Regions from separate parts of the Mus musculus genome. Here region 2 is linked to region 1. A link is a contact called in public HiChIP or PLAC-seq data. All regions are on one chromosome and are shown on one strand. The core of a region is the stretch at or near the end of the contact, and the rest is flanking DNA. Distances in the headings are between cores, read along the strand shown.

The links. HiChIP or PLAC-seq counts read pairs in DNA pulled down with a chosen protein or histone mark.
Region 2: a contact with region 1 is called in a RAD21 HiChIP or PLAC-seq map of pro-B cells, with 3 times the contacts expected there. The contact joins two enhancer-like sites. A contact is called at or near these places in 1 of 39 promoter capture datasets (the C10 cell line), 2 of 15 datasets of contacts at CTCF or cohesin (large pre-B cells and pro-B cells), 18 of 484 Hi-C or Micro-C datasets (the 63-12 cell line, B cells, the C10 cell line and 14 more) and 3 of 115 datasets of contacts at active chromatin or transcription factors (large pre-B cells and regulatory T cells).

What each region holds. Positions count from the first base shown.
Region 1 is chr3:52,569,175-52,575,938 of GRCm38.p6, forward strand. No RefSeq gene overlaps it. Among named protein-coding and RNA genes, the nearest start is that of Gm40047, 7.6 kb to the right of the region's middle. Within about 2 kb of position 4,832, at least 26 of the 459 cell types and tissues checked have an H3K27ac peak or open chromatin away from gene starts, as enhancers often do. A contact at or near this core is called in the 63-12 cell line, B cells, cerebral cortex and 2 more, where this site is marked.
Region 2 is chr3:52,755,414-52,763,002 of GRCm38.p6, forward strand. All of the region lies in intron 1 of Gm2447 (predicted gene 2447), which reads left to right. Among named protein-coding and RNA genes, the nearest start is that of Gm2447, 19 kb to the left of the region's middle. Within about 2 kb of position 3,363, at least 10 of the 459 cell types and tissues checked have an H3K27ac peak or open chromatin away from gene starts, as enhancers often do. A contact at or near this core is called in the 63-12 cell line, B cells, cerebral cortex and 2 more, where this site is marked.

The DNA of each region.
Region 1 (6,764 bases), core at 3,582-6,081:
GCATAGCAGCATGCGTGTGAAGCTACCTTGTCCATCTCCAGGGCCTTTGCCAAGTAAGGTCTAAAGGTATCCCCAAAGAATGTATATGGCATGTCATAAGTAAATTCTGCTTGGTGCCTTGCAGAGTCATAATGTTTTTGGGTGGGAGAGGACAGAGCCTTTGCTCTCTCAGGAAAGAGGGCTCTATCCAGTGCTCATATCTAGCAGCCATCTGAGTAGGTGGGGGACTGTTGGGTGGGTGCTAAGTCTGGGGCCAGGTTTGGCCAGATTCACATGAGCCAAGTGAATGTGTCAGAGGATAAATGTTGTAGTTATAGAGAGGCCATAATTACCTATCCACGTCTCAGAAGAAGAGGAGGAGGAGAAGGAGGAGGAAGAGGAGGGGCAGGAGGAGGGGGGGAGATGAAGGGGGAAGAGGAAGGAGGAGGAGGAGGAAGAAGAGGAGGAGGAGGAGGAGGAGGAGGAGGAGGAGGAGGAGGAGGAGGAGGAGAAGAAGAAGAAGAAGAAGAAGAAGAAGAAGAAGAAGAAGAAGAAGAAGAAGAAGAAGAAGAAGAAGAAGAAGAATGGTTTTGAAAAAGGAGAGAGAAAGCAGGGTTAGGTTGGCATTAGGTTGTACAAAAGAGTAGAACGGGTCCAAGCCTGTGTTACAGGGGTTTCAGATGCTCAGAGGTAATCCTAACTACTAAGAAACACTACACTGTGACTAGCTACCTAACCTAAGGACGTAAATGGTAGGCTACAGATAGTTACTTAGTAAATGCTTATTAAAGGAAGGGGGATATGGACAGAGATAAGGAGATTGATCGATAGATGGATTGATCAATCGATAGATAGACAGACAGACAGACAGACAGACAGACAGGATGGATGAGTTTAACCTGAACTGCAGAAGCTCTGCGCAGGGGGCTAGGTTCATTGCTGTGTGGTTGTCATAGAGAACTTGAATGCAACTTCTTTGTCAACAGCTATTATTTTAAACATATTTTGACTACAACTCAGTTTCAGAAAGGGGAGGAAGGCATTGCATGAGGACCCAAACAAACCCATCCCACTCTCACTCACATAGTCTTTCAAAGGGCGATGTGTTCTAACAATCTCCACTGCGTTCTTTGTCCCCCTTCCTAAAATACTGGTTTGTAACCCTCAAGCCTAAAAATTCTAGGTCCAACTCTTTGATCCTTTCAAGGACACTTTTAAAAAAAATTTTAATTTAATTTTTTTTTGAGGATCTCTTTCCTTTCCAGAATTTTCAACCTAGTGTGTGTCCCCCCCCCCCCCAACTCCAAAATGGGAGTTAATAGGGCTTAGGAGCATCAGATTCATCCCATGTCATAGGAAGCAAACACAATTCCTGCTGTGTGCTCAGCACTACACAGCTCACCCATTCACAGCAGTGGTCTTGAGAGCATCACTGGTCCTCAGCTGTCCCCCCTTCCTGCCAGCCATTGCTTCCGTATACCTCCCACACCTTTCTTTACTGTCAAGGCGACAACCTTTCACCTTTATCCTTCAGAGGGTCCCATTGTCACTCGACTACACAAATCTTCCCCCAATTTATTCCTCCTTCTCCCCTTCTTTATCTTTATTCTTTCTGCTTTTGACTGAGTATTTTTGATCTGTACTTCCTTAGTAAGGATCTTTTTTTTTTTTCATTTACGTTATGCATGAATGCATTCATTTATCCAATCAGCCTTTCAAATTTAGCTTAAGGAATGTTTTAATGAGGAAAATATAAACCCATATACTAAATGGGAAAAGAAGACATATAATTCCTGCTCTCAAACACCTTGAGGAACAGCAAAGGGCTTTTGTACAGTGAGTTCCCTTGAGGTAACAAGGTAACTGGAACGTGGCAAAAGGTCAAGTTTTGGAGCTTTGTATACCTGGATTTCAAATTTTGGCACTACCAGTGTCTAGCCATCTGCTTTGGCGTGAATAACTCCAAACACCAAAATGGTAGTTTGGGTAGTTGTGGTATGTGATAGTTTATCTTGACCATAACCTTGATTGACTTGAGAAGTGCCTGGAAGGTGGTAAAACACACTGCTACCCATCTCTGAGGATTCACAAAGTGGGAGATGACCCAGCTTGGGGATCAGTTACCCCACCTATGGACTAGAAACCTAGGTAGGATAAAATGGGTAGAAGAAGGGAGCCTGGAACCACAGACACTCTTTGTGATTTCTGGGAGCCTTGATATGGATGGCTCTGCTTAACCATCTTCTCCTAGCTGCCCATGAAGGGCTGAAACACCTGGGGCGCTCAGTCCAAGTTCTTCCTTTTCTCTAAGATATTTCTCTCAGGTGTGTGCCACATCTGAGTGATGAAAAGTCTGAAACAGTGTCATAAAGGTAATATTATCTTATTTAATGTCACATGTTCCTGTGTGCTGTGTACTGTCATTAGCCCTACAGATAAGGAAACTGAGGCCCTGAGATAAGAACTCAGATGTTCTTATTGAGAGCATTCCGAGAATCTCTGATTCCACACATAAAGCTACCTTAACTTCTCTGAGAATATAGACTCCGGCTTCCTTAGTATCACAGACTGGAACCTAGTTTTATAAACTCTTCGCAGGGGTTATCACATATTCAACAGATTTCTTGCTCAGCTAGAACGGCACCCTGTCAATTTTCCTGCTCAGGAGATAAGACTGTGTATCTGCAGGATCCATTCTCTCATGTAGACAACGAGGGCATCAACAGATCATAATTACCATCAAGACCGGGTACCCTCTCTGTGCTGTGTGGTTACACATATGAGCTCCTGGTATCTTACAACCCTGTGAAGTAAACATTATCAGTCAAATTATAGACGGGAAGACTGTATAGGTAGATGGTAAGACTTCCTTTAGCTGCTTCTGTGGTAGGTATTATCATTAATCAGTGGAGTAGCTGCAAAATGATAAAGTACATCAGAGAATAGACAGGAGTCCAGGTCTGTTTGATTCCAGGGCTTTATTTTATTTTATTTTTTTTATCATGAACCGTGACAAAAAGTGCGGGCTCAGAGCAGCTTTAGATAAAGAGAGACTAGTTTTTTCCATGGAGTATTTCATCTGATGGATTGTTTCCACTCCAATGAACTACAGCTCCAGTCCCCAATGCTACTCCAACGACACTAGGATTGAGTAGACTGCCACTTTCTGTACAGGGGTTGAATCCAGATGTTTTCTTCAGTGATGATGCCTCCATAACCAGCCAGAGACCTTAGCACAATTGACCACATTGGAGGTGTCATTGTGACCTTAGAGCCTAGCACATAGGCCCCAATTCCTGACTAAACCAGAACAAAGTCCTACCTCATCAAAGACCCAGTCCATAGTTCCAGGGTCTGGAATAGCCCCTTAAATGTACTAAAATTTTTTTTTGACTTCTTCAGTTTTGCTTCTTGCTAACTGTTCTTGTTAACTAAAGTGTGTCATCCAGGATGTGGGTTTAGTGCATAAAAGGCAAAGCATGGTGAAGTTTGGGGCTATACCATTTGGGCAAGTTTCCCACGCAGTTGTCAGCTGGCAATAGTCTTTCTATTCATCGTTAAGACCGTCTATGTGTGCTCTTTGGTGGAATTATCTTGCAACATCCCAGGCCTCCTGCCGGGACTCAGAGCACATTATTTTCTTATGCGGCACTTTTGTGTGACATAAGCAATTTAAAGGAAGAAGAGTTTATTTTGGGTAAGGATGTCAGAAGGTTCAGTCTACCATGGCAGGAACAGCTCACATTAGAGTAGAGAGGAAGTGGAGTGGAGTGGTGCAGGAAGATGTGAGTACAAGAAAAAGTCCTTCTACCTTTTACCACCTCCCCAGTGACTTCGTTCATCATCCAGTTGGTCAATAGAATAACCCATTTATTAGGTCAGAGCTCCCAATAATTTAATTATATTTGGGAGTCTCTCTCTCTCTCTCTCTCTCTCTCTCTCTCTCTCTCTCTCTCTCTCTCTCTCACACACACACACACACACACACACACACACACACACAGATAAGCTTCAATAATTCTGAGGGTGAGTTGTAATCTAATCTAGCTGACAGTCAGAATTAACCACCCCATCTGGCTCACTCCTGAGCCTCAGACAATGTTAGGCAAGCATAAAGAATGAACGGCAGCAGGTCTCGAGGCGTGTTCTGCATACATTTTCTTCTTCAGGATGTTAGCAGATGCTCATCAAGCAGGGAACAGGGTGCCCACTCTCTTACATAATGAGGCTGGACCTCTTTGCTCCTCGGAAATGTTCAATGTCCACTTTCTGCCTTCTGAACAGGAGCCTAGACGTTCTGGGTCTCCAGCCCTGAATATTACTTTGTATTTCCATTCCATTTCTGCTTCACTGTGATGCTTATTTTGGTGTTCTTGAGATGGACTATGTCTTTTCTTATTTATCCTTTGTTGTGAGGCAAGGCCTTGCTATATGTAGCCAAGGCTGGCCTGGAATTCTGGATGCTCCTGCTTCAGTCTTCCCATTGATGTGACTGTCAATGTCTACCACTGTACACTCTCTGTACACACTGTACAATGTCTACCACTCTTTTAAATTTTTCTTGATATATGTTTTACCTCTTATTGATGGGCATGTGTGCGTGGTACAGAGAACCATGCCCAAGTGAGCTCTTTGGACCACGTGTCCTAGGTCAAGTTTTGTACTGCAGAATGTTAGGGAGCTCTGTGTTCTGTGACTATCAAGAGTAGACTAGCCAGTGTCCTGCTTCCCTAATTCCTGAGGCTGAGGGCTCAGCTTGTTTGCTGCTTCTGCTTCTCGGTCTGTGAGACTCCCTTTGGAATGGGTGCCAGCGAGCCTGGAAGTGATGGGGAGGCCCCTTTAGAAGAACTAAAAGTTATTTGGGTTGCGTGGGAGGTGCGACAGCTGCTTTAGGAGGTCCTCACAGCTGAGCGTTCAAGGGATGATAGGTGTTTCTGGAAACAGGGAACGACTTCATTTCTGCTGTGCTAGAGCACTCTGAGGGGCTTGCCAAAAATCTCTTCTAAAAATGTGACTGTTAAGAACTTAATTTTCTTGGGTTGGAGAGATGACTGAGCAGTTAAAAGTATTTGTTGTTCTTCCAGAGGTCCTGAGTCCCTCAGGAAGATTCCATAAGGGTGAGGGTTATCCAGGGGATAGACAAACCTTGACAATAGGGACACTTATAGTAGATGACAAGAAGGAATCTAGACAGAGATAGGTCTTGGCAAAGGATAGAAGGGTTGGCCTTGTATAAGGAGAATTTTTTTTTTTAAAAACTAGACTTGGGATCATGGGTGCTGGTATTAGGAAGACACAACTTTCCATGGCTGTCAGAACACACCTGCCCTCGGGAGTCTGGGATGCATCCAACCTCCGCTGGCTAAGGACTGCAAGAGAGTCTGGCTCAAGTCTCGCCTGGATGTAGAGGTCAAAGACCTCACTCCGGAGAGAGAAAGGATTGCATGCAGGCAAAGAGTAACTCTGGGCTCCCAGCTATGCACATATTGGATAGCCATAAATAGCCTTGATCCGCACTTGAACTTGTCTGCCTAGAACTTGTTCTTCATTCTGTTCTCTACTCAAAAGTCACTTCCCCGTGGACTAGCCTGGGGCTATTCCTTCTTGCCTCTTGATGCCAGATGAAGAACAACATGAGCACTTGTTGCCTGCCTGTCCTCTCCGGACAACGAGTTCAGGGAGGATGGGGCTGCCTCTTTCTGACCCTTCTCTGTCACCATGTAGTCTCTCCCACTTCCATTAAGGAACAGCCTTGTCTGTTGGAAGAATGAGTAAATGAGCCTCAGCAAAGACCTTCAAGACTTCAGCCAGCTGACTAGAAACTGTGACTTCTGCAAGTTCAAAAACTCTCTGCAGTTTTAAGCTCGTCTCTTGATCTCAGTCAAAATAAAAGGGTTGTAGAGATGAAAAAAAGTGATATGGGAATATTCAAAAAGCAGATCAGCACCCCCATGCCATTTGGGGCTGGCTGTACTGCAAACATGAAATGCACTTTGAACATGGTCATCTGATGAAGCTGACAGAAGGGAGGCATCGAGCTATGCTCCCTGCAATATCACCCTTGAGCATATATGCTTGCCTGCTGCCTAGGATTCTGCCAGTCTAGCTATGCTCAGGTGGAGGTGATGGTAATGATGCAGGTGACTGTGCCATTACATCTTCGAGGAACGATCTCCTTGATACGGTGGCAGCAGAGCACGTCAAAGTGAATGCAGAATTCAGGTCGGCTAGGAGCAGTCGCTATGCTGGGAGAGTTCTTTGTTTCTCTCTGGCATGTGGGTGCACAGCCTTTGATGTTAGAATTTTGGCTCATTAATAACTAATTTACATTTCCCAGACAGCAAATTGTGATCTGACACAAATTTATAAAAGAACTCCAAATGGTGAAACTCTTTTATACAATGAATCCTTTGTGGGCTTTCCTCCCTCCTTCCCTCTCCCTCTCCCTCCCTCTCTCTCTCTCTCTCTCTCTCTCTCTCTCTTTCTTTCTAACTTAAGGAGTTTGTGATTAAAATTTTAATGCAATCATTGAAGTCTCCCGGGCTACTTGAAAATAAAGTACCATCGTATTTCCTCATTCTCAGAGATCATGACAACTGGCTGTTCCCCAGTAGATGCTGTAAATGTTACAACTGCTTTTTCATCTGCTCTGAGCCTCAGATAAAATAGGATGTCCTCAGAGAGCCAGAGGGATGGCCCAGTAGAGAGGCTAGAGGCAGTGACAAACAGTGATGGAACTTTGTTCTTTGACTTTGGTGATCTGCAGGTTACGAGATCAGTAGATT
Region 2 (7,589 bases), core at 2,113-4,612, 180 kb after region 1:
GGGTGATGGAGAATACGTCCAGGAGAACAGGCTTTATAAACACCCAGTCAATACCGAGCAAAGGACAGGTGCTGTTTGCAAGACCCTGAAGACTGCACTCTTTAGGCAGAGGGTCAGAACACTAGGCATGCCATGTTCCAGTGAGGGTCCAGTGTCCTGACGGCAGGGCTGGAGCTAAGTCACCAAGCCAAGGATTACACCCAAATTGGTTATTTTGGGGCAAATGGGGCAGATTCTAGACACTCGCTACATACAGTATCAGCTGATGTTGCTTTGTACAAAAATGTAGTTAGATGTATCCTTTGGATTGCATTTTTCCTTTACAAGGAAATGATGTCAGATTCTGCTAAAATAAAGCAATGGCTGCTCTGCCTTTATTGTGCACATTCCAACGCAGACCTATTTATCCATCTTTACACTCTTTAGCCTTTGTGCTTGATCCCTGGAACCACGAGGAACAGGAGGCTGAGAGTATTGGTAGTAGTATTGTTGTATCTAACAAGACAACAGGCATAATAAGTCTGTAGTGAACAATGAACTACGGTTAACAGAGATTTGAGCGTTCACCATGGGACAGTCAGTGAGCTGTGTGTACTTCTTCAGTAGACTCCAACATGCCTGTGATGTATGTGTGAGTATCACCCACAAGCCAAGTGAACTCTGCCAGGCTACTGAAGCACTTTAGGTCCAGCTTCGTCCTCTGTTTTAGGAGCTGGGAGGTAGCTGTAATAACTGGGTTAAGGCATACAGTAATTGCAAAGACTGCCTGGGTTAATACCTGGGTGGCATTTGGAACAGTGCCGGCATTCATAAATGCCCAATAAACACTGGCTAGTTTGTGTATTTATCTTAAGATAACCTCTCAAGTCATTTGAGGGATCAAGATTGGAACTCAAACTGCCTGACTTCAGATCCTGTGTCTCTGTGCACAATTTGAAAGCGTAATCAAATAAGTGAGGAAATAGCCGGGAGTCACGTGGCTATATAGTGGCAGGTTTCAGGTCCCTGTCACTCAAGCCTACAATTTCACTGTCCAGTCTGAACTTCCTGTGTGCATTAGCTGTCCAGTACTCCGACAAAATCCCCTGATTAATGAACTCAGAGTGAAGGAGGGTTTGTTTTCATTTTGTCTCACAGTTATGGAGATTTCAGACTGTGACCAATTGGCTCCGATGGTTTGGAGCTGTGGTAAGGAGGGTGTGGTAGAATAAACTATTTACCCCATGGCTGGACTGAAAAAGCACAAGAAGGGCAATCGCGAGTGGTCAGAAGTGGTTCCCACCTTTTAAAGATTCCACTACCTCCCAAGAGCACCATGGGTCACTTTGCTAAGCCGTAGACATCCTCCGTGCCCAGGTCTGCACCTCTATAGGAAGAGGCGGAAATGTACCCTGCACGTGGTTCCCACCTCTTCCCTCCTCTTCAGACCACACCTTCTTCCCTGCTGGGAAGCTTCTGATGATGCCCTTTTACAGTTTGGTCAGAGCCAGTTATGATGGGCACTCAGTCCCAGCACTCAGGAGACAGGGGCAAGCCGAGGGTCTCTGACTCTGAGGCCAGCCAACCTGGTTTAAGTTCCAGGACAGGCAAAGGAGTCTACTCAGAGAAACCCTGCCTCAAAAAACCTAAACCCAATGCAACCGAAACAAAAACCAACAACAACAAAACCAGATTGCTGGCAAAGGTTACATTCTGTAGCGCATGCCGGGGTGGGGATGGCGGTGGGCAACAAACAGCAGAAACAATACTAAGTAGTACTTGGAAGGTAGTGTTGGTTTATAAAGTGTGGCATCATCCTTCTCTTTTGGTCATTGGAATAGCCCTGTTTTGGGGTTACTTGTGTTCTTGGGGTTCAGAGGAACAGAGCTCCAGTTTGTATCGGGGTCTCCTGAGTATGGGTTCTGTGTACTTTGTATGACAAAATCTTTGACGCTGTAGTCAGAGACCACTTGATCCTTGACCTCAGGACTATTTCATGACATTTCTAGTGTAGATTTTGTTATGCTTGGGGAAGTTTTAGTTTAAGCCTTCCCCCAAATAGAGAGACAGGACTGTTTGTTTTTGGACCCTGGATCCCGGGACAAGGGACTGAGGTGCATATATTACATATCAAAGCAGACCTGGCCTCTAGGTCCTCCAAGAATCTCTCAGTCCATACCTGGCATACCCTGCTCCCAACTTGAACTTTGCAGCCCACAGGTTGGGCTACCATTCTCCTAGAGGCTCCTCCCTATATTATCCAGACAGTTTGGCCTCCCTCCTCCTCTTCCACCTCCTCCTCCTCCTCCTCCCCCTCTTCCTCCTCCTCCCACTCCTTCTCCTCATTGTAGTCCTCCTCCTTCTCTCTCTGCCTCAGCCCTTTCTCTCTTTTTCTTCCCCTTCTCCATGGCGACTCCCCTGGCCTGTGAACTCTCAAGAGAGCAGCTTCTGTTTAATATATCTAATCTGGCTTGGATTGGCTCATTTTACCAGCAGAGAAATAACCCATCAAGGACATGCTGACTTAAATTATGTCCAAAGCATGGATCTTGTGATTCCTTTCCCAGATTTTATAAAAGAGGATTCACTCAGAATATTACTGAATGAAGTATGAGTTCTGTAGAGAGCTATTCATTCAGGATCTTCTAATCATGGATTCTAACAGTCATTTTATTCACTTCAATGTCATTGTCTTTTTCAGATGATATTTCATTTCAAAACCTGGGCTCACAGCCCCCTTCCACAGAACTCTGTGGTCTCTCTATCCTCCTCATTTTGTCTTGCTCCATGGAGGGAGGTTTGTTTTGTTTTGTTTTGTTTTGAACCCAACTACTTCCTCTTTGATTTGGTGGCAAATTGACTGTCTGAGTGAGTAGAATAATTACTTCCATGGCAATGGGTGAAGTTAGAGACAGGCCATTATGTGAGCATTACAGAGAGACAGGGGCTGAATTAAAAAAAAAAAAACAAATAAATAAATAAACCCCAAACCAGTAGCCTTAATAATGGCAGGATAGAGAGAGAAAATTACTGGCATTATAAATTGCTTTTTTTTTTTGGAAAAAAAACTTTATCTTCTAAAAGGCTGTGACAGTTGAAAAAAAAAATCTCTCTCCAGTTTTAATTGTGGATAATTTTGTGAAAGGAAAAACCTCTCTATGAAAAATGGTGTGATGAAATGTGTTTAGTTTGACTTTGGCAAAGCTCTATGTCACTCTGAATGACTGCTTCAAAACAGACACAAATAATATTTGCTATTACTTAAAAGTTTGTGATAATTTGCCTCCGAAGAAAAGGAAGAGATTGAGAATCAAAGGTTGGGCCCTGAGTCTAGCTCCTCCCTAAGGAAGTGTTGTGTACTGCCACCACGTGGAGAGCCAGATAAAGAGTCTAGCATGGCCTTGCCTATCTGGGACTGAGCTTCACCTCTTTGGAAGATGGACACACACCAGGAAGAGAGGCAAGAAGACTTCAGTGTTGCCAGAGCAACTGCTAGGAGACACCTTGGAGTTCAGATGTCACATCTCAACAGGGATGCAGGTCAGTGGTAGAACATGTGCCTAGCATGCACATGACTGTGTTCCCACCTCAGCACCAGCAAGAAAAATCACACGAGAACGCCACAGCTGAATCTCATTTACACCAACCTTTAGTATAATTTGAGCAAGCATTGCTTTCAAGTTCCACAACACGTTATAATTAAGCAATTAGAATGTAAGAAAGAAAGAAAGGAAATTTAATAGAACAGGCATTTCATGTGTATTTTAGCCCAACAGCAGGCAGTGGTATACTGGGGTGATTGATACACTTTAAATATTATTAAGCAGCTTCACGGGGGGCCTCAGCCAGCCAGTAGATAGCAGCTTCTGCACTGGTGTTTAAGACACATGGGCCCTCAACTTCTTTTTCTGGCTTTTCCAATGGCCAATGGAGAAACAAGACACACTGGCTCGGCAAGAACAAGAGACAGCACTGAAATCAGCATCTAAGAGTTCAGTATACTCTGGGACCATCAAATGTAGATGACTAACATATCTCTTCTGCCAGAAAGTTCTCAAGCCTTTGGGAAACCAAGGAAACCTGCAGCTTCCCTGTATGTAGGCTTCACTGTGCAGGAGGCAGCAGCACACACTCGGGGAAGGGCCCAGACCATAAAGGAGCTTGGGTTCCAAGGTCACTTTGCCTTCTACTAGCCATGACAGTTTGATCATTCACTGTGTTCCATTTTTCTCGTTTGAAATAAATTCTCATGGCAATCATATTACCTCCTTCAGGGAGCTTGTTTGAGGCTAAATGAGGCAGCTCCTAGGAGCAGAGCGGCATAGGAGGCAGTAAGTACCAGGCACAAATGTTTTGAAAGCTTAATGCTTAAGTTCACCAAGGGCTGAATCGCGATTGTTATTGATACCACTCATTTGCTCATTCTTTCATCGGACACACATTTGTTTAGCAGATAGTATGAGCCTAGCCGTGAGCAGCCAGCACGTACCTAAACCTGTCCAGCACAGCCCTTCCCATGCAGGAATGTAGACGTGCCGACAAAAAAGTTACAGCAACACGGGAAGCGCATAGGTGAACATTTCCATGATTATACATGTTTCATGCCTGGAGACGCTGGCATGTGATGGACAGCAGACATGGAAGGCGAAGAGGGTCCTCATGAGCCGCACTCAGGAGAGGAAGGAAGGCGTGTAAGTTAGGGGGAGGGGCTATGGAGGCCAAGGAGTCACGGAGGGCACTGGAGGGGCCACTGAACTGTTCAGTGTGTTCTATGGTCTTAATTTTCTTTAGCATGAAATATCCCCCCACCCCAAACAAAATATGATGGATAATCTCAGCATATGAAACAGATAAAAATATAATTTTATCCGGGGACATTTACTTTATAATTTCACGTTGGTGGCAGTTACAAAGTCAATCAGTGAGAACAATAAGCAGATATTAATTAATACACAATTAGTAGTTGTATATGATAAACTCAGCCTCATATATATACATATTTACATATATATATATACATATTCTAATTGGATGATATTGAAAATTCTCTGATTCATTCTGCATTGAAAAATGTACCTTTTTAAAGGAATTCAGTTTGTAATCTCTAAATATGCTTAATTGATATGGAAGTATAAATAGTAGTGAGCTTGTTTTATTTCCATTTTAAATCGTTATCCATCAGCACCATATTTTCTTTTTTTTTAATTAGGTATTTTCTTTATATACATTTCAAATGCTATCCTGAAAGTTCCCTATACCCTCCCCCCTTCCCTGCTCCCCTACCCACCCACTCCCACTTCTTGGCCCTGGCATTCCCCTGTACTGGGGCATATAGAGTTTGCAAGACCAAGGGGCCTCTCTTCCCAGTGATGGCCGACTAGGCCATCTTCTGCTACATATGCAGCTAGACATCAAGCTCTGGGGGTACTGGTTAGTTCATATTGTTGTTCCACCTATAGGGTTGCAGACCCCTTCAACTCCTTGGGTGCTTTCTCTAGCTTCTACATTGGGGGCCCTGTGTTCCATCTTATAAATAACTGTGAGCATCCATTTCTGTATTTGCCAGGCACTGGCATAGCCTCATACGAGACAGCTATAACAGGCTCCCTTCAGCAAAATCTTTCTGGCATATGCAATAGTGTCTGGGTTTGGTGCCTGATTATGGGATGGATCCCTGGGTGGGTTAGTCTCTGGATAGTCCATCCTTTCGTCTTAGCTCCAAACTTTGTCTCTGTAACTCCTTTCATGGGTATTTTGTTCCCTATTCTAAGGAGGAATGAAGTATCCACCCATTGGTCTTCCTTCTCCTTGATTTTCTTGTGTTTTGCAAACTATCTTCGGTGTTCTATGTTTCTGGGCTAATATCCACTTATCAGTGAGTGCATATCTAATGACTAAAGCTCAAATCTAAGTGGATCAAAGACCTCTGTATTTTTCTTATCATGTATATGAAAATTGAATGACAAAGCACTACGATCTTAGTCTCATTGCTAAAATGATCCATAACACAATATTCCTGAGGTGTGAGTTGCTCTGTCCCTCTCTGTAGATTAAGCTGTGGTAGGGCTGTGTTCTGAGGAGGTATGCCTGAGCTGGGCTTGGTCCACATGAAGAAGATGTCATAACCAGTCGGAACTGGTAGATTTACAAACAGCAATTTGCTTCTCACGATTCTATAGGCTGAGAAGTTTGTGATCAAGGAGTTTGCAGGTGTGTCTGGTGAGGGTTCAGTCTCTGCTTCCAGGATGGAACCTTTCTTCCTGTGCCCACCAGATGGGAAAAACGTCATGTCCTCACTTGATAAAAGAAGGGAACGACAAGCCAAGGAGACACTGGTCCTCCCAAACTCTTTCAAAAGGTTCCTGACCCCAGTTGTGTGTATGGGTCCCTTAATCATCTTTTAAATACCACCCCACCCTTAATAACATCACGATGGAGATGAAGAGCTAAAATAATTCACTCAGTCTGAAGTAGATTGTGATGCATGTTCTGAGGCCCAAAAAGTATTTTATACTGAGCAGATGGAATGAAGTAATTTGCTAAATTCTCAACAAATAGCAGATTTTTAAAAAGCCATTATTACTGTTTTTATTTACTACAAGTTTGTGTGAAAAAAAAAAAGCAGTAGCCCTAGACCCCCAAGCCATCCCTGAGTGTTGCCAGCCAACACCGTATTTTACTGACCTTCCTGTGTCTACTTTTCAGTTGGCTTGGTTGGGGCCTGTCACATAGCAGGCTTAGGAGACACTGTTGACTCAAGGACCTGGAATTGGGCATTTGTCGTGTGTGTGTGTGTGTGGGGGGGTAACTGAGGCTTCCACAGCTGTGAATACACCTCTGTGGGGAGTGTGTACAGAATGAGAGGGTCTGAGGAGCACACAGCTCCTCTCCTCAGCTCAAGTCTTCGGCCAGCTCTAGAGGCATCATAATGCGGTATGAACTTGTTTGGGAGGATTCCTGCCCGGGTCACTGACCCTCAGAGCTACTTGAGGTGGCACTGGATCCTGCTTCCCTTCATTTAGTGTGACAGCACACACAAGGTGGAGAGTGAGCAGGGTCACATGAAGGAACGCCTCTTGGAAGGGTATGACTGGGTGCACCCAGAGGCTCCGTGGTGATGTGCAACCACAGGTAGACACTTAGATGAGGGCACCTTTGGTCTGCTTCTCTGTTCCTTCCTCATCCTCATTTAGGTTCGAATCAGACCTTGGCTGGTTCCTCATGGTTCAGCCAAGACTTGGTCTCTCCTGTGTCAATCCGACTCATGATTCATGCCACCTCCTGGGACGGCCTCTCCCTGCAAGAGACAGTTGACTCTAAAGGATTATTGAGCTGGGAACCAGTTTGGCATGCGCTGAGGGCACTGGGACCTCTTCCTAGGTTGATGACTCGTATGTCTCAATGGAAACTTTCCTCATCTGGGAGTCATTAATTTGTTTTAACTCATAATTTAGAAGCTATTGGGTGTTGAAGACTTCCTCTCTCTCTCACACACAACCCTGAGATGCACTTGCTCATTTGCAAGCTGAAGCTCCTGAAGAGAATGCGAGGGGTGTCCACCCACGACCCTCTCCTGCTCTGTTACCACGTGGACAGACACACCTAATCCA